Regions from separate parts of the Mus musculus genome. Here region 1 is linked to region 2. The links are chromatin contacts, called in public Hi-C maps. All regions are on one chromosome and are shown on one strand. Each heading gives the region's core, a stretch centred on a gene start, on an enhancer-like site or on the middle of the called end of the contact. The rest is flanking DNA. Distances are from core to core; before and after follow the strand shown. Region 1 overlaps Arhgap6 (Rho GTPase activating protein 6). Region 2 overlaps Arhgap6 (Rho GTPase activating protein 6).

Region 1 (5,044 bases), core at 917-3,416, 170 kb after region 2:
GCTAGTGGTCTACATACATTCTCCCAATCTCAAAACTATAATTTATGAATGATTCATTCTGTCTCTCTTTGTCTCTCTGTCTCTGTCTCTGTGTGTCTCTCTCTCTATCCCCCCCCCCTCTCTCTCTCTCTCTCTCTCTGTGGGGGGGGGGCTTTTTCAGATAGAGTTTACATAGCCCAGGGTATCCTCACACCCAAGATCCTCTAGGCTCTGAGTCCCCAGTACTGAGCTCACATATATACACCATCATGCCCTGCTGCCCAATATTTCTGCACTTCTTATCTCTTTATTTTCAATGTGTTCTCCCCCTGAGTGTTTTAAGACATTTCTTAGCACCCCTCTTTCCTTTTCAGATCTGATTGTGTTCCTCTTTTAGTCAGTGTTCCTCATATACTGGTATTTATTGAGAAAAAAAAACGAAAATCTACTTTGCATTGCTTACACAGAAAACTTTAAGGAGTCTGGCCTAGACTTGTGCTTTGTTTTGCTCGCTGCTATTTCTATCTTTCCAGATGTATAGAATAAGTCTGTTTCCTCATTTGTGCTGGGAAAACCCTTATCTTTCTTAGTCAATTTTCAAGTCTCCATCAAAACATTACCTTCTCTACAATGCCTTCATTGATCTACAGACAGATGGTAACGCTCTGTCTTCTAGGCAGCCATTGCATTTGACACATGTTTCTAAGATCATAATATGTCTAGTTTCTAGATTGTGTTCTTGCTACCTGAAAGGTAACACTTTAAGGACAGAGGCTATACTGTTATCTGAATAATCTCAGGCCTACTACAGTGCTTACTATGAGGTACGTACTATTGAATATTGTTTGAATTAGCCATGAGGATAGAATAATAAAAACATGGTAGGAATGTTATGAATCAGTTAATTTCATTCATAAATTATAGTTTTGAGATTGGGAGAATGTATGTAGACCACTAGCCAAATGTAGCCCGCTATATAGTTTTGTAAATTGTTTTATCAAATAAGCCACAACATAATTCTTTTATAAATTATCTATGGCTACTTGAATGTCCCAGAGGCAGTTAGGTTATTGAAACAGGATCAAGAGGGCCCACAAGGAATGAAATATTACTCTATGACCCTTGGTAAAAACAGAGGCTGCCAATATCAGCTAAAAGGTAGTAGAATCCTCTATAGAACAGCTTTTTAAATACTTTTTCAAAGGGATATGTAATTTTATTTTTACACTTAGATAACAAAAAAGAGCTTCCTTAAATATTCAAATTTCATATCTTAAAGATGAAAACGGGCTAGCAAGATGGATCACTGAGTAAACTAGTGTCAGGGATATGAGTTTAATTCCAGGAATTCCAGAACACAAGAAAAAAAAAAAACGTATTGTGTCAAGTTGTCCTCTGATCTCCATAAGTGTACTGTGACACAACTGTGCCTGCACACATACCCCCAAATAAACAAAAATTAAACAAAATTTAAAGTTACAAACATATTTATTGTTTCTTATCCAGGGAAAAATGCAAATCACAAAGTCTTGAGCACGTATATATTTTAATATCTGCAGGGACTCCTAAAATAGATCCCCTAGGATACTAAATAAAATCATATTGTTATATAGTATAATTTTGCAATATAATTTATTCAATGCTACAATTATGATATTGGTAATGTAAAAAAATGCTGATCACCTCAACGAGTTGCTAGACGAATAAAAAAGCATACAGCACAAACAATGATACACCGTACTCTCGCAAAAAAAAAAAATTGTTCCCTCTATGAAATGCACATAATAGAAAGTACTAGCACAGTTTTTCCTGTTATGAAAATACACACAAAAATATATTTCCCATATATATATATATATATATATATACATACATATATAGAGGAAGTAGGTTCCTCACAAGCACATGGTTTTCCTTAACCTATGCATGCGCCATCAAATGAGAACTTTTAACCCAGAAGCCAGGTTATGTTTTGATTTTTTGCAACGGACTAAGAAAATGCATACTAAACTAAGACAGGATTTGGTTTGAGGACTAGAGAGCCAACTATGGAACACAAATGTGAAATCTGTTTGCCTCTGTTTCTGCCTAAGAGAGAAGGAAGTTTGTGACAAATGAGTGAACTGTGTAACGCTTCTTGTTTTTCCCTTGGCCGGCAGGGTGACTTCACCTGGAACAGCATGTCTGGTCGTAGCGTGCGCCTGAGGTCAGTCCCCATCCAGAGCCTCTCAGAGCTGGAGCGGGCACGACTGCAGGAAGTGGCTTTTTATCAGTTGCAGCAGGACTGTGACCTGGGCTGTCAGATCACCATCCCCAAAGGTAAGGCCCTGTTTGCATGATCTGCCTTTCTGTGGGGGGTCTGCCAGCCACCTGTTCTGCCAAAGCCACAGGCTGCACATTATTCTCACGGCTAGCATTAACACAGAGTGGAAACTACAGCTTCTTAGTGGATAGCTGGCATCCCTGCCCATTTTGAAAGACATGTACAAACAAGACAATGTACATGCTGGCTAAATATTTTTTAAAAAGGTTAACTGGGGGTTGGGGGAGGAAAGCCAGGCATAACTCAAAAGTTTTCATGGATTCACATCAACCAAGAAGAATGCTTATAGAAAGGTCAACTAAAAAGTTTGGAAGAAAAGCTGAGACAACTTGATTTCAAAATAACTATCTAGGAAGAATGTCTCAGATCTGTTATTAAGCTTGCAGGTTTGATCCCTTACACACTGAGAATCTGAAACATTATTGCCAAGAACTTCATTTGTAGCCAGTCTCGGTAGTATTTTGTTACTGTGACACTTGAGTCCAGGCACACTGCTTTCCTGGTACTTTAACACAAGGCCTGATTCCCACAGACCTGAGAAGAAGGGACCTGAATTCATTTAGTCCATAGAAAGCTGTCTCTGAATGATTACTGTCATCTGCAAAGGCAGTTTTTATAATTGCATGACAGAGAAAACTAACTTGAGGCAGAATGAAAAAAACTGTAATTTATTATTGAAACTATAGTAAACTTGTTCATAAAGAGTTTTGACCAGTGGGCTTAAAACAAAAAATGAAAGCAGAAGAATGTAGGCAAGTGTCTGGAAGGTAGACATGTTATTAATATTTATTCATCAGATAAGTACATGAATACATGCATATTCTACTTCATCTCAAAATTCCTCATAGGTTCCTGTGTAGAAGGCTTTATCTGTATTGCTGAGGTAAGGCTTTAGGGACGCCACGGGATTCCAGGGGCTCTGACTTTTATCAATAGGTTAACCCACTGACAAAATGCATGAAGGAGTGGATTGTCTGGAGGTGGTGAAAACTGGAGGGGATGGTACTTAGAGGGAAGAAACTGAGTCTAGTCCAAGCAAGGCCTCCTCTCTGACAGTCTGCCTACTTGCCATCATAAACCATGCAGTTTTGTTCTACCACAACGTGCCTCAAAATAAGCCCAGAAACAGGGGATCCAAGTGACCATGGACTAAAACTTGTAACACCATATATATGTATGCCTTTTAAATTGTTTATCTCGGATATTTAGTTGTATCCATACATTAACAGAAAAACAACTATCATAATATATAATGTGTATGTGTATGTGTATGTGTATGTGTGTGTGTGTGTGTGTGTGTGTGTGCACATGCACAGGTGCACGTGCATGCATGTACAATGTGGTTCTCAAGTAGAGCTGATCTTGCCTTTCATCTCCCAGAGGACATCTGCCAATTTCTGGCCATCCATTTGGCTGTCATACTTTGGGAGAAGGTTCTATTGTCATCAAGTGGGTTCAAGTCAGAAATATTGATAAATCACCTATAATACATATGACAACCTTCCTTCACTGTCATTATCAGGTCCCAAATATTCAGGACCTAGGCTAAGCCATTTCACCTTACATACAAGCATATGCTCAATATTCTTTCATTCATGGTGGTGATGGGTCTAGGCTTTGTTTTTGTTTATTTTGTTTTGCTTTTTGACTTGGGTGTACTAGTTTAGGAGTCTAAAGTCTAGAACCTAAGTACCCATCTTATCATCCCTCCATTCTCACACTAGCCATTTGAACTTAGGCAATTACCTTTGCAATAGAAAAGTTGGTTATTGACGCTACAAATAGGACAAATTTTGGAATACAGAGTTTGACATTGGATAGTGAGTCTCTGAGCCATGCTTTGCTTTTTCTTTAGGCTGAAATCTCTGATACTCTGTTGGAGGATGTGACAGAGTTCATAACCAATCTAGAGGGTGTCTACTGATGGGCAGAATGTAGATGTCAGTAACAGAAGTCATGGTTGTTTTGCTTTTTTCTTCTCCCCCATTGCCACGACATTTGTAGTTATCATTCCCATTCTCTGTCAATCCATTTCACATGAATCTCACACATAGATACCCTCCACACTGATGAGACGTTCTCCTGTACTTGCAGAACCTGTACTAGAGATGATAATGTCATGCTACTGTTTCATTTACAGCCAGGCTTTCTTGTCTTTCCTGGCCTTGCTTTCGGAGGGTATAGGAGAAGCTTATCTTTTTCCCACCCACTTAGCTCACAAGTGCCCTATGTAATCATCACCAATAGGACTATCTCCTTTTCATGAACACAAACATTCTTTGCATTCCTAAGAAAGTGGAAATTTTAGCAAACAGAGTTTATACTGAAGGACATGATAACTTTGAAAAGGCTTTGAATTTAATGCACATGAGATAAGCTATCAGGAAAGAGATTATTCTTTATAGCATTACTTTAAAATCTAGTTAATTTGATGTGTTTCCTTGTTCCTGATTTTGAAAGAGGCCATTAAAGTAAATACCATTACCTAATAGAACTGCTATAAAACTTGTCGGCTAGAGGCTTTGTCTATAACTATGTGGTTCCAAATCCCCTCAAGGAATGATTCATAATACTGAGCTGTTACAAAATTTTGCCAGGGCATGTGGGATATTTCCATACTTTCTATCAAAATAGGATTTAACAGTTTACAAATAAGTTTTATTATTTATGGAAGAGGGAAAAAGTTGTAAAGGGTTAGAATTTCTGGAAACATTGTTTGGGGTAGGTGATTTATAGATGTGG
Region 2 (4,927 bases), core at 246-2,745:
TCAATAGTTCTAAGAAGAAAAAAATACAAATGGCCAATAAATGCTCAAAGGGAGAGACAGGGTCAAGAGCTTTAGCTATCATGGAAATAAAAACTAAAATTGCTTTGAGACTCCATTTTACTGTATTCAGAATAGCTTATCATAACAAAAACAAGCAACAGAAAAGACAAAGGCCAACAAATGTTCGTGAGACTGTAGAGAAGGAACAACCGTTACGAACTTACAGTGGGAAAATGAACCGATAGAGCTACTGTGGGAATGTGCATGGAGCCTTCTGAAAAAAGGAAAAAGAAAAAAGTCAAAACTAGAATTACTATGTGATGTTGACATAGCAAGTAGACACTTGAATATCTATGCTTCTTGTTGCATCATTCACAATAGCCAGAAATGGATACCAAAAATGAGGTACACATATACAATGGAATTTTATGCAGCTTCAAAAAGGCACAATAATAACAACTGCAGGAAAATGGCTATATAAGTTTGTGTCAGATCAAATTAGAAAAACAAATAGCTTAAAACACACACACATATATTTATGATATCTTTCTTGCTTTTAATTGTTTCTTTGAATATAACATACAAAAAACATTGGAACATATGAAGAAAGATGCAGAGGCCAGAACCATGGACCATATCCTGACTCTGCTTTCTTGGCCACTTGAAGCATGTGCCTGATGTATGCTTGATACATGCATTACTGTCAAAGAAATTAATCAATAGTTTTATGTTTTTATCTTTTAGAAATATTTAGTTTGACCGTAGTCATGATGATAGCCAATATTTGTTGAATACTTGCCTTTAAAAATTAATAGCCTACCTATATCATTTCACTTAATCCTTTAAAAGACACCTTTATAATCTATGTACTGAACTACTCCCTATAAAATGGCATCTCTTAAATTATTCTCTCTATCCTTCCCATATTGGCAACATTCCTGATCCCATTGCTCATTGATCAGGAATAACAGGGAAAAGAAAGTAAATTGATAAGAGGTAAGCAGTATTTTGATATTCTGGTTAACAACCACCACAACTACCACCGCCACCACAACCAGAAATGAATGACATTCTTTTTGATATATTTGGCTAACTGTTGTGATATTATAATTCTCACCAGAAAAGTAATTTTGATTGAAACATGGCAAAATTCAACCCTGCCTGAATGTGTCTCTTGTTTTCTTTACGTGAGTGTTCTAATGGAACATCCGTTTCAGGAAAGACACCACAGGGCATGGTTGAACTCCCTGCCACCTAGAAAAGGTGCATGTGAACTGGCAGCTGTTCTTCATCAGTTTTCCAAAAGTATTTATGAACAAGGACAAACTCAAGCTCCTCGTGTATTTGCAGTGGCTCTGGGCAGCACAGTCGTCATGTAAACACTGGCACTCATGGCACACATGCATTCTTACTCACTTGGTTTAAAGGGAGTGGCAGTTCGCAGACCTCTCCTGGGGAAAAGATTGTCCCTTATCAAGATTAACTGGCTTAAAAACCCTGTAATTGCTGTTTTTTCTTTCAGGATGGCTGCAGAGTGAAACCTTATCATTAGGACACAGCCATAAAGACTTCCTGCATTTATTTGGTTCTCACCATTTTTTTTAAAAAGGTGTCACAAGTGCTGATGCTATCTGATTCTGCAAACATAGCACACTTTTACTTCAGTTAGGGATGTTTCACTATATGATTATGCTTTGATGCATATTGGAAAGGGAGATTATTTTTACAACCTAGACATATGGGAACTAGCCTTCTACTTTCAGTAAGGTAGGCAACTAAGACTACATTGCCAGAACTCCTTAACATCATGCATTGCAAATATTTGTAAAAGAATAATAGGCTCTTCTTGAGAGTCTAAGGACATCTTCGATTTGAAGAACTATGGGATCTTCTAGGACAGTGGTTCTCAACCTTCCTAAAGCTTTAATACAGTTCCTCATGTTGTGGTGACCTCAAAGTTATTTTCATTGCTACTTAATAACTCTAAATTTTCTACTGCTGTAATTCATAATGTAAATATCTGTGTTTTCTAACGGTCTTAGGTGACACTTATGAAAAGATCATTGGAATCTCAAAGGGGTCATAACCCACAGGTTGAGAACTGCTGTACTCTCTGTACTTTTTTATTAAATGCAGTATCAATATAAAGGATTGGTGGTAATAACACTTACTTTATAGTGTGTTATATGAATGTAGAATTGTGTTTGTATCAGTTAACTATTGTCATACTAATGCTGTTTGACAGACTACTCTGACATTCAGTGGTATCAAATACCACCATCAATCTTCATGGATCAGTGGGTCACCTGGACTGGCTTATATAGGTAGAGCTCAGCTATTTAATTGGAGGTCCGTAAATCAGTCCCAGCAAACATTGCTCTGTTGAGAGCTCTTGCTGCATGTGTATCTATTCTGGAGTTCAGGATCGTGAGATGAGGTTTACCTAGGAGAGCCACAGAAGTAGAAGCACAAGAAGACAAGTACAACCAACTTCATACTCTCAAGGCATATGCAGGTTAGCACATTGCTGTTTTCTCTTACTTCCCATTCATTGGCCAGAGCAAACCACATTTACAAAGCTACTGTTATCTTGGGTAAGGAAAATGCTTTCCTTTCAAGATGGAGCTGCCAAAAAGGTGAGGGAAGAAAGTTAAGAAATGTAGGAATGCACTCACTACACACACACACACACACACACACACACACACACACACACACACACACACACATACACAGAGAGAGACAGGGAGAGACAGAGACGGAGAGACAGAGAAAGAGAGATGTTTAATCAAATATCTGAGAGCACTAATATTTTTAAGAAGATAGAAATACATCTATCCCATTTTTCTTTCAATTTTGTCAGTTAATTCTTTTAGGAGAGGTAGAATTTCATCTTCCTTACATTTCCTTACAGTTACCCCAAGCCCACAGCAATAGTATAGGAATACATTTTAAAAGAATATTATAAAAACATGTTCATGTTTAAGTAGATTTGCTACAGTTTTCCCTGGTTTCTTTGTTTTTAGTAACTCTGGTTCCTCAGACTAGCAAAATGGAGGTATTTATAATTACTTCCTTGGAGAGTCAACAAATTCTTTTTATTGTTTTTATCTATCTATCTTCATAATCATCATTTATCTATACATACATATCTATATCATCTATTCATCCATCCATGTATAATTTCACTATGAGCAATGAGATGGAGACTCACTCTGTAGCCTGCACTGCTCTGGAAATCACTATCTGGCTTAGTCTTCTCTCAGACTCATGGCATTCCTCTGCCTCTGCCCCTTGAGTACTAGAATTATAGATGTGTACCAACACATCTGGTTAAAGTTTTCTTCCTTTTAATATATAGACTTATTTTTATTTGATCTGTATGGGTGTTTTGCTTGCATGCATGTCTATGAACCATGTGTGTAATACCCATGGAGGCCAGGAGAGGGTGTCAGATCCTTTGGAACTGGAGTTAGAAACTGTTAGGTGAAAATATATGGGTGCTGTAAATTGAACCTGGATCCTACAGAAGTGTTCTTAACCACTGAGCCACTTCTCCACCCCCTCAAAATTTATTCTAATTGGCAAAAAAATATGTTTATGATATACAATATGACTTTAAGTATGTCTGCATTCTAGAATGGATACATAAAGCTATCAGAGCTATGACCTACACTTGTTTTGTCGCAAGAACACTGCATCTTATCTGTTAGCACTTTCCAAATACAAAATAGTTTTTTCTTCACTTAGTACTAACAATAAAAATTTTAAACGCTTCTCTTGTTTAGCTGAAAATGTGTGTCCTTTGACCAACAACTCCCAGGAGATTTTTATATTTACTTCTATTTATTAGTGTCACGTAGCAGTTTTTATAACCTTAATGTCTGTTTTAAAATCTAGAAGCAATTACAAATGAGGTGATTTACAGTTGGAAAAAGGTATTATTTTAAAATGACTATTTACTACCCAGCCTGACATGTAAAATGAATAAGGTAAATTAAAAATAAAACAGACACATAAAAATCTCGTCTCCTAAGTATAAGAAAATTTGTCTTGTCTTCCTTCATTAAATCAACTTAAATTGCACTGCTGCCAGCTCATGCCTTTGTTACTACAGTATTAGTTTTTCAATCAAACAAACTATGGCTCTGGGCAGGTCCAGACCACTGCCTCCTTCATATATGTCTCGTGAACTAAGTTTTACAGTTTTATTTATTTACCCTTTCATATGTATGTGTGTTTTGACTGCATGTATGTCTGTGTAATGTGTGTGTGCCTGGTATTCGAGGAAGACAGGTTCCCTGGAACTGGAGTTAGAGATGGTTGTGAGAGGCTATGTGAATGCCGAGAATTAAACCGGGCTCCTCTATATAGGACCAGCCAATGCTCTTTTTTAATATTATTAATGATATATTGTGTAATACAATAATAATAATGGACTTTTAATCATTAAATTTTGAAAATTTTATGTTGTATAAAGTTTGAAATTTTGTTTTTTTAAATATAACTGCTTGAAGTGTTCAAACATGTATTATCTAAGCAGTCCATTGAATGTCATCTAGATTAGATTAGATCAGTGGTATTGATACCTATCAAGTGAGAACACATGCATTTTCTTTGACATGACAATAACATTTTTCTTTAAAACCAACAAGTATAAATCAGTGTCAGTTGTATGCAATGGCTTTTCATGAAAACGTGGACCATGAATTCTCTCATAAAACCATTAAAATAAAAATGATGAAAAGTTATTAATCTTATATAAACCTATATGTTGTACAAATCAAATATTTTGAAATTGTATACAAATCAAATATGTTGAAACTGTATACAAATAAAATATTCTGAAAACTAGATTCAGGTAAAGTGAATGATATATCATTGATAATTTCTGCATAGTTTCATTAGCATATAAATATCATTATAC

What was found. Hi-C and Micro-C count contacts between places; a contact is called where the count stands out from the background.
Region 1: a Hi-C map of the G1E-ER4 cell line shows a contact between it and region 2, with 2.8 times the contacts expected there. The contact joins two enhancer-like sites. A contact is called at or near these places in 1 of 39 promoter capture datasets (the SN4741 cell line), 6 of 484 Hi-C or Micro-C datasets (the G1E-ER4 cell line, LSK cells, bone marrow-derived macrophages and 2 more), 1 of 115 datasets of contacts at active chromatin or transcription factors (bone marrow-derived macrophages) and 1 of 9 other capture datasets (liver).

The regions. Positions count from the first base shown.
Region 1 is chrX:169,218,060-169,223,103 of GRCm38.p6, forward strand. Arhgap6 (Rho GTPase activating protein 6) reads left to right here. Exons shown (of 13, transcript NM_009707.4): 2 at 2,139-2,298. Among named protein-coding and RNA genes, the nearest start is that of Amelx, 33 kb to the left of the region's middle. Within about 2 kb of position 2,167, at least 8 of the 459 cell types and tissues checked have an H3K27ac peak or open chromatin away from gene starts, as enhancers often do. A contact at or near this core is called in the G1E-ER4 cell line, where this site is marked.
Region 2 is chrX:169,046,311-169,051,237 of GRCm38.p6, forward strand. All of the region lies in intron 1 of Arhgap6 (Rho GTPase activating protein 6), which reads left to right. Among named protein-coding and RNA genes, the nearest start is that of Amelx, 140 kb to the right of the region's middle. Within about 2 kb of position 1,496, at least 5 of the 459 cell types and tissues checked have an H3K27ac peak or open chromatin away from gene starts, as enhancers often do. A contact at or near this core is called in the G1E-ER4 cell line, where this site is marked.